2 separate regions of the Rattus norvegicus genome follow, and region 2 is linked to region 1. A link is a contact called in public Hi-C data. All regions are on one chromosome and are shown on one strand. Each heading gives the region's core, a stretch centred on a gene start, on an enhancer-like site or on the middle of the called end of the contact. The rest is flanking DNA. Distances are from core to core; before and after follow the strand shown.

Evidence for each region. Hi-C and Micro-C count contacts between places; a contact is called where the count stands out from the background.
Region 2: a Hi-C map of Schwann cells shows a contact between it and region 1, with 15 times the contacts expected there. The contact joins the promoter of Timm22 here to the promoter of Vps53 in region 1. A contact is called at or near these places in 10 of 12 Hi-C or Micro-C datasets (the A7r5 cell line, the Rat2 cell line, Schwann cells and 5 more) and 1 of 1 datasets of contacts at active chromatin or transcription factors (oligodendrocytes).

Annotation. Positions count from the first base shown.
Region 1 is chr10:61,535,443-61,540,027 of GRCr8, forward strand. Vps53 (VPS53 subunit of GARP complex) reads right to left here and starts at 1,470. Exons shown (of 22, transcript NM_001105813.1): 1 at 1,253-1,470. The coding sequence starts at 1,339. LOC103693391 (a long non-coding RNA gene) reads left to right here and starts at 1,592. Exons shown (of 2, transcript XR_594815.4): 1 at 1,592-1,829; 2 at 3,212-4,082.
Region 2 is chr10:61,749,157-61,753,992 of GRCr8, forward strand. It overlaps Timm22 (translocase of inner mitochondrial membrane 22), which reads left to right and starts at 2,530. Exons shown (of 4, transcript NM_032618.1): 1 at 2,530-2,773. The coding sequence starts at 2,542.

The sequences.
Region 1 (4,585 bases), core at 220-2,719:
CTAATGGAAAGGAAGAGTGTACCTCACTTAGTGACTATTGCCCAAGTAAAATATTAATTCTACTAATAATAATTAGCGGGGTTGGGGATTTAGCTCAGTGGTAGAGCGCTTGCCTAGCAAGCGCAAGGCCCTGGGTTCGGTCCCCAGCTCCGAAAAAAAGAAAAAAATAATAATAATTAGCATATATGGACCATTAATACTTTTTTATTTGTTTCTCTGTGTATCCCTTGCTATCCTGGAACTCACTTTGTAGACCAGGGGGTAGGGAGATGTGTGTGTGTGTGTGTGTGTGTGTGTGTGTGTGTGTGTTATGGTCAAGAGTAGTTTTCTCCCTCTATTTGAGGGTCTTGGGAAAGAGACTCAGGTCAGCAGCCTTGGTGGCACAGTGCCTTTACCCACTGACCATCTCACTAGCCCTCAACCTTTTAATTATGGTAAAGAACTGTCTTAGTTTGCTTTACATTTCTGTGATAACACAGCATGACCAAAAACTTGGGAAGTAAATAATTTCTTTGGATTACAGGTTACAGTATATTATCAGGTGAAACCAGGACAGGAAATAGAGCAGAAACCACCAAGGAATGTTACTTACTGGCTTACTTTCCATGGCTTGCTCAGCTTGCTTTTCTATACAACTCAGAACCTGCTGCCCAGGGGTGGTACCTCCCATAGTAGGCTGGGCCATTCTACAGCATCAACCAAGAAAATGCCCCCACAGACTTGCCTGTGAGCCAATCCGATGGAGGCAATTCTCGACTGAAGCTTTCTCTTCCCAGATGACTCCAGCTTGTGTCAAGTACACACACCCATACACCAGCACAAGAGCCATTTTCCAGTATGCCTCCCCACACCCCTATTCGGTCATTTGTTTCCGCAATGAAAGTATCCCGCTGCCAATTCCAAAGCACTCCAAGAGCTTAACCTGAGAAATGGGAGAAGCAGTACTAGCTAGAAAATGAATGAGGTCTTAAAAATCTCCCATAATCCGAATTCTCCAGTCACAGGGCTCCTAGGTTCATCCTGTCAAAGAGTACATCTAGGCCCAAACCTAGCAGGGCGTGACAACCTCTAAAGAGCCTGGAGAAGACGTGTTTTGTCCCCGGGCTGAGAAACCCATTCCCACCTTCACTACCATCCAGACTTCCGCTCTAAATTCGAGCCACCACCTTTCCAGCCTAGAAGGGTGGATTCGACCCCGGCCCAGAGCCGCCCATTCCACCGTAGCACCCTCCTGAGGGGGTGGAGCGCTCACCTGCTCGATGGCTAGTTGCACCTCTGGCGTGAGCTGCAGCACAGCCTCCAGCTCCTCCACAAACTCCAGTTCCTCCTCCTCCATCATCCCGCCGCTCAGCCCCCGACGCCCTCTCCAACCCTGTCGTGATCTGTCTATCACCAGGACCCCAGAATTGCAATCCTCCAGGTACAGGGCTCGAGAAAGCCGCTACTCGCTCGTCTAGCCCGGCACTTCCGGAGAGTCGGGCACTTCCGGGAACCGGGGGACTCTGGGATAGCGGAGGACTGACTTCAGCCATGGCAGTCAAATCCCTGGAAAATCTCCAGATAACCCTTAACCACAGGTTCCCTGGCCGCACGCGGCGGGTTCTTAAGATTGGGAACCCTCCCCACCTCGCCCAGGGCGCGTCTCCCACCGGCGCCGTAGTGTCGCTGGAGAGCGGGGGCGCCCCAGAGAGCGGTTGGCCCCGTCAGTGTCTCAATGGATGGGCAGTAAGCCCCTCTGGCAACGAAGCCAACATACAACCCACTCGCTGGATCCCCTTGGTCTGGAACAGTCTGTGACCCCCTACCATAGCGGGTGAAATGACTCGCTGGTAAGTGGCGGTGTTGCCAAGGGCATATGAAGTTTGGGGGAGTGTCTTAGATAAGGATCCCCTGCGCAAAATTGTCTGAAGCCTCCTCACTAGGGTGGGGAGTAGGGGGGAAAATGACTCAACGCAGGAAAGTGTTTGATTTTTGAGACTGGACGTCCAAGCTGTACATCCTTGTTTACACCCTTGATAACCTTACGACCTTGAACAAAGTACTCCCATCTGCCCTGCGTACACTACGTTAGATGGGGTGAGCATTAAATATGGAAGTATTATGCAAACTTAGGCAGGTAGTACAGGAAATGTTAGGGTGTTTAGCCTCCTACATCACAAAAAGAGGAGCCAGATCGCCCTGTGGAACGGCTTTTCCAGCAGGTACTGGAACAATGAGGGAATTGCAGCCAAGGGAAGGGTTGCCTTACCAGTTTGACATTGTGAAACCCTCGACCAAGGAGTATCTGGCCCTGCTGAACTTTTTTTTTTTTTCTGACATATAGTTTTATCGAAATTTCTGCAGGAATAATATAATTTGCTCTTTTCATTAAAAAAAATTGCAGTATTAGGAATGGAATTTTGTTTTGGTTTGCCAAAAAAATGTGTAAGTAGTATAATTTTTAGCAACCAAAGAAACTGCTTAAAAAATATAATTGCAGAAGTGCAGAGGAGACATCAAGATGGCTCAGCCAGTAGAGCATTTGCTTGAAAAGCCTGATGCTTGAATTCATCCTTGGAACCCACTTGTTGGAAAGAGAGTCCTAACTTCCACAAGTTGCCCTCTGACCTCCACACATTCGGCACACACACTCACACACACACACACACACACACACACACATTGACTCATAACATTGTTTTGAAAATTATTTAATAACATGGGAATGTATACACAGTGTATTTCAGAAAGCAGAATATTTATTTTTTGAGAGCAAATTTGGCTGGGTGTGATGGTATAAGTCTATATTTAATCCCAACCCTTGGAAGATGGAGGGTAGGTGGATATGGAATTTACTTTCTCAACCAAAAGCAAATGACAAGGAAATATTTTTTCTTTATTTTCCCACATGTCTATAATGAACATACGGTAGTTTTATTATCAGAAACTATAGGTGCCGTCTGACTGTGGTAGCACATGCCTATAAATACCAGGACTCTGGGAACTGAAGCAGAAAGGTGGAGAGTTTGAGGCCAGCTGGACTATGTAATGAGATTCTTAAAAATCAAAAACAGGGTTGGGGATTTAGCTCAGTGGTAGAGCGCTTGCCTAGCAAGCGCAAGGCCCTGGGTTCGGTCCCCAGCTCTGGAAAAAAAAAAAGAAAGAAAGAAAAAATCAAAAACAAAGGCTGGCAAGATGACTGAGCCATTAATACTGCTTGTTGCTCTTCCAGAGGATCCAGAACCTAAGTTTAGTTACCAGCACTTTCACTGAGCAGCCGGCAACCATGGAACTCCAGCTCCACGGCGTCCAACATCCCCTCAGCCTCCAGGAACACCCACGCACATGATGCACATATACATAATTTAAAAATAAAGGGGATGGAGAGATGGCTTAGCGGTTAAGAGCACTGGCTGCTCTCCCAGAGGACCTGGATTCAATTCCCAGCACCCACATGGTAGCTTACATCGGTCTGTAACTCCAGTTCCAAGGGATCCAGCACCCTTTTATGGCTTCCTTGGACATCAGGCATGCACATGGTGTATACATTTATATACAGGCGAAACACCTATACACATAGAATTAAGAAAATAAAAATAAGACAGAAAGACGAAAGGGGGGTAGAGTGAGAAGAGAGAGAGGGGAAGGAAAGCGCATGTACCATTCCTAAAGACACATGCAGTTTTACCTAGTGTCTTATTTTTCTCTTTTAAATTAGATATAATTTGCATACCATGAAATTAGCTCTTTTCAGTTTCCAGTGCTGTGAGCTTTATTAAATGCATGTTGTCATCTCAGCACACCACAGTCCAATTGAGATATTTCCATCATCCCCTACTTTTCTTCACACCCACTCTATTGTCTGGAAATCTCTGGTCTGACTTTTCCGGAATGTCATATAAGTTCTACATGAATGGAGACCTATAGCATGTCACCTTTCGACTCTGTCTTCTCTCACTTAGCGTAATGGATCTGTGATCCATCCACATTATTATTTGTGTCATCAGTTTTGTTTCTTGCTCCTTTGATTTGTTTATCTACTTAGGTGATTTGGAAACATTGTTTTAAATTCTGAGAAGTTGTGAATAAAGCTGCTATAAACATTCCTGTCTACAGTTTTGTGTAAGTTTTTTGTTTGCTGAAGTGTATGCCTAGAAGTAAGACTGCTAAGTGGTAAGGTCTGTCTGTGTTTACAATTATAAGGAGGGTATTATTTTCACATTCCTACTGACAATGTCTAAGAGTTTCAGATACTCAGAGAGTTTCCTTTTAATGGCCATAATAGCGGATGTTTCCTAATGCTTACTATATGTCATGCACATACCAGGCATACTACAGCCTTGACTCTTAATCCACAAAGTAGTTCTGGAGTTTGTAATTACCATTATCCCAACTTAACAGACGAGGGAGTGGAGAGCTGGTTCAGACAAACAAAACAGCCCAGATCCTATGGCTTCTGTCGCTCATTCACCCATTTAATTAATATACTGAACACCTGATGACAGGCACCTATGCTGGCTGCTGGATTCAGCAAAGAGCTGGATACATCATATGCCTGCCATCTCAAAGCTAGCTTCACATAAGGAGATAGTAGTCACACAATAGA
Region 2 (4,836 bases), core at 1,280-3,779, 210 kb after region 1:
AATGAATGAGATCCACTCACAGGGGGAGGCTACTAGCTTTAATCTGTCCACCAATCTAACTCAAATGTTAATCTGACCCAAGAGACCCTTCACAGCAATACCCAGAATCAAGCTGAACCAATGAGCTGAGATCTCCATGAACTACTCAAATGATTCATAAAATTAACCGTTGCGAGTCTGTCCTTTGTCACTGTGGCACCTGCATGTCTTCCTTACATCAGACTAAATCTTTGAATAAAGAGGGTAACAAACTCTTGAGTCTACTCGATGTGAACAACGCCCTCTTCTGACCTCCTCAGGCACCAGGCACACACATGGCCCACAGACATACATGTGGGCAAAACACATATAAAATAAAATAAATAGGGCTGGAGAGATGGCTCAGCGGTTAAGAGCACTGACTGCTCTTCCAGAGATCCTGAGTTCAATTCCCAGCAACCACATGGTGGCTCACGACCATCTGTAATGGGATCTGATACCCTCTTCTGGTGTGTCTGAACAGCTACAGTGTACTTATGTATAATAAATAAATAAATCTTTTTTAAAAATTGGAATCACGCTGGCTTGTTTTTTAAAAAGTCTTAAAATATTTTAATTTGGACCATCAGCATTCTGTTATGGAACGGAAGAGAATCTAAACAAGAAAAAAAAACACTTCATGTATTTGTTTGTTTTGAGATAAGGTTTGCTATGTCATCCTAGTTAGTCTGTAACTTGATAAGTAGACCAGGCTAACCTCTAACTAAGAGAGATCGATTAGCCAGCTTCTGCCTCCCAAGTGCTTGGATTAAGGGGTGTGTACCACATCCAGCGCTCTTTTCTGGCCTTCACAGACACCCACGCTTGCACACCCATGTGTGTGCACACACATACATAAAAAAAACAGGGGTTGGGGATTTGGCTCAGTGGTAGAGCGCTTGACTAGGAAGCGCAAGGTCCTGGGTTCGGTCCCCAGCCCCGGAAAAAAAAAAAAAAAAAAAACAAAACAAAACAAAAAACAACTCTCCGGCAATGTTGGCATATAGGAAATGTGATCCAGGAATATTGGACCACTCACCAGAAACAGGCTAGAATCTGAGGATCTGTCACTGAGCAGCCCAGAAAATCTTTTCTTCTCAATGAGGAAATCACAGATCCACTACTAAGGCCAGGATCAAAAAGAAGATGTAATAGGAGCAACATTTTCTAACACTTGGCCATTGACTGAGGTACAAGAATGGCATCTAGAAATAGGATGGTTGGTGATCAACGCCTTTGATCCCAGCACTCAGAGGCAAAGCAAGGCAGACCTCTGAGTTTGAGGCCAGCCCGGTCTACAGAGTGAGTTCCCCAAGAAGCCAGGGCTACACAGGGAACCCCTGCTTCAAACAAACAAACAAACAAACAAACAAACAAGGATGGCATCTAGAAAGAAATGAGTTTCAAAAAGTTCAAACTTAGCTCTCTAACACTAAAAACCACAAAGCATTAACGATTCCAAGTTGCCTGGTGTAGTGGCACACGCCTTCGATCCCAACACTCTGGAGGCAGGCAGATCTCTCCAAGTGCACCACCACACCCGGCAACTACCAGCCATGGGGTTTGACATCTTCCATTGTTACCATAGTCGTATGCCATTAGTACCCTATGCAATACTCTGTACTTGGTCTCTCTCTCTCTCTCTCTCTCTCTCCTCTCCTCTCCTCTCCTCTTCTCTTCTCTTCTCTTCTCTCTCTCTCTCTCTCTCTCTCTCTCTCTCTCTCTCTCTCTCTCTCTCTCTCTCTCTCTCTCTCTCTCTCTCTCTCCTTAATGGTTTCTCTGTGGAGCCCCAGCTGCCCTGGAACTCACTCTGTAGACTAGTAGGCTGGCTTCAAACTCAAGAGATCTGCCTGTCTGGGCTTTAAGGCGTGCTAGACCACCACTCACATTTGTTGGCCTTCTTTATTCTTCCTTAAAGGCTTAATAAATATGTAATAAAATGCTTTTTGAACACATTTATGTCATGTTTCAACACTTTCATACAAAGGGCGTACATTCGATCTCAGAATGTAAACCAGTCTGTGGTTCTAGTGACTGTAGTAGCTGGAGCTCTGCTTTATGGCCTGGCAACAAAGCGGACACGTGCGTCCCCTGCTGCAAGTTCGACGAACTGCAGCCTAACAGGATCCGACTTCTCTTCGGCCGCTTCTCAGACGAGCTTTCAAAGGAAGTAGCAAAGCCAGCGAGTGCGCACGGCTTTCTGGGAAATACAGTTGGACATTCGAATTAGAACTACAAATCCCGGCACGCACCGCAATGGAGCCCCTAGTTGAGGGGTGTTCTTGAGCTACTAAACCTTGTCAGAGTTTTTAGCAATGCCTTACAAACTTGGTTCACTGTTTAAAGAGGCGTTGAGGAAACGTGATAGCTTCCTCGACGCTGATGCAAAGGCTGACTCTTGCTTCTACAGCTTCCTCAGTGTGGCGAATCTGCCGTTGTCGTTAGGCTGGCCGGACTCCTCGGTTAGCATGTGGAATCGGCTGTGGGAAATACGACGTGAAAGGTACTAGAGCCCGTACAGTCATGGCGGCCGCCAAGGCTGGGGCTTCAGCTCCTGAGGCGGCGGGTTCCGCCGAAGCTCCGTTGCAGTACAGCCTTCTTCTTCAGCACCTGGTGGGCGACAAGCGTCAGCCACGGCTTCTGGAGCCTGGCAGTCTGGGCGGGATCCCGAGTCCTGCCAAGAGCGAGGAGCAGAAGATGATCGAGAGGGCGATGGAAAGTTGCGCCTTCAAGGCTGTGCTGGCCTGTGTGGGAGGTGAGGCGAGGCTTGTGGGACCCTTGGGAGGCTGAGGGCTTGGAGAACTTTAAGGTTCCTTGCTAAGACCACGCGCCTGGGAGGCGAGGAACCTGTGCATCTCGACCTTGATCGCTCCCGGGCTGGCTGACTCCTTGAACCCGGAGATGCCGCTCTTGACCCTGAGATTAACATTCACAGTCAGGGTCTGCAGGTTCCTAAATTGTTGCTTTCTTTTCTTCGTTTTATTCGTTCGTTCGTTCGTTCGTTCGTTCGTTCGTTCATTCATTAAGTTGTTACTATGTAACGGTCAGGTGCCCGGCAGAAGGAATATGGATGAAAGCGACAGGAGCCCTGAAGGAGAATATTAGGACGCAAAGAGAAGAATGCTGTAGAGTTGCAAATGCAAAGGTCCTCAAGGCAGGAGTTTGGAGTTTGGAAATTATTACTGGGTGATGGTGGCCCAAGCCTTTAACCCCAGCACTGGGAGTGGTGGTGGTGGGCAGAGACAGACAGACAGGGAGGACTACATAGAGACACCCTGTCTCAGAATTAAAAAAAAACAAAAACAAAAACAAAAACAAAAAACAGCGAAGGCCAGTGTGATTAGTCGGGGTGAGGCTGGGATGGATGTTAACAACACACACACACACACACACACACACACACACACACACACACATACACATATTAATCTTCCAGGGTTTGAGAATGTACAGCATACTTATAGTGTACAGGTAAAAAGGTTGTTTATTTGTAGATGAGTTTAAATTTCGTTAAGAATGAAGAACATTTTAAAAATACAGGAGTTCAAATCTTAAATAGTGGGGAGGAAGAGGCAGTCAGATCTCAAGAGTTCCAGGTCAGCCTAGTCTATAGAGTGAATTCCAGGAAAGTCAGGGCTACATAATAGAGAAACTGATTCTTTTTTTTTTTTTTAAGACTTATTTATTTGATGTATATGGATACACTGTAGTTGTCTTCAGACACACCAGAAGAGGGCATCAGATCTCATTATAGATGGTAGTGAGCCACCATGTGGTTGCTGGGAATTGAACTCAGGACCTCTGGAAGAACAGTCAGTGCTCTTAACCACTGAGCCATCTCTCCAGCCCTGAGAAACTAATTCAAAAACCAAAACAACCAGGCTGGAGAGATGACTCAGTGGTTAAGAGTATGGACTGCTCTTCCAAAGGTCTGAGTTCAACTCCCAGCAACCACAGGGTGTCTCACAACCATCTGTAATGGGATCTGATGCCCTCTTCTGGTGTGTCTGCTACAGTGTACTCATATACATAAAATAAATAAATAAATAAATATTTAAAAAATCAAAACAAACAAATAAGTAGAAAGAAGAGATAGAGTTTTGGAGCTGAAGTGATTAGAAAGCAAGACCAGGAGAGGAGGGGTCTAGCTTCATTGAGCTTACATTGATCTTGAGGTGATCATCTTGAAAAGACATCATACAGAAATGGCTGGGGAGAAAGCCCAGTTGGTAAAGTGCTTATCATGCAAACATGAAGGTCTGAGTTCAGAACCCAGCATCTATGTAAAAAAGCCAGGTATGGCTGGGTGAGGCTATGGGGCCTTTAAGCCCAGCACTGGAGAGGAAGAGGCAGGATAGCCAGGGCTGTTACACAGAGAGACCCTGTCTTAGAAAACAAACAAACAAACAACAACAACAAAAAGAAATTGGTGGGTAATTCCTGAGGAATGGCACCCACTCTGGCCTACACTCACAGACAAAAGAAGGCTCAGACAAGGCATTTGTTGACAGAAACATAGGATTCCATGTTTAATATTCATGTGACTCTGAAGACAGTTACTTAACCTCTCCAGGGTTTGGTTTAGAGAGGCAGGGTGGATGGTGGTTTCAGAACCTTTAATCCAAGCTCTTGGGAAGCAAAGGCAAATGAACCTCTGGAGTTGGAGCTTGCCTGTTCTACAGTGTCAGGTTCGAGGCCAGCGGGATTATGTAGTGAGGCCCTCAAACAGAAAAGCCAGGAAGGGGAGATAGTAACATCTACCTCACAAGTTACTATGAAAAATAAGGAATATTCCAGAGTAGCGGGGACATGATGCTT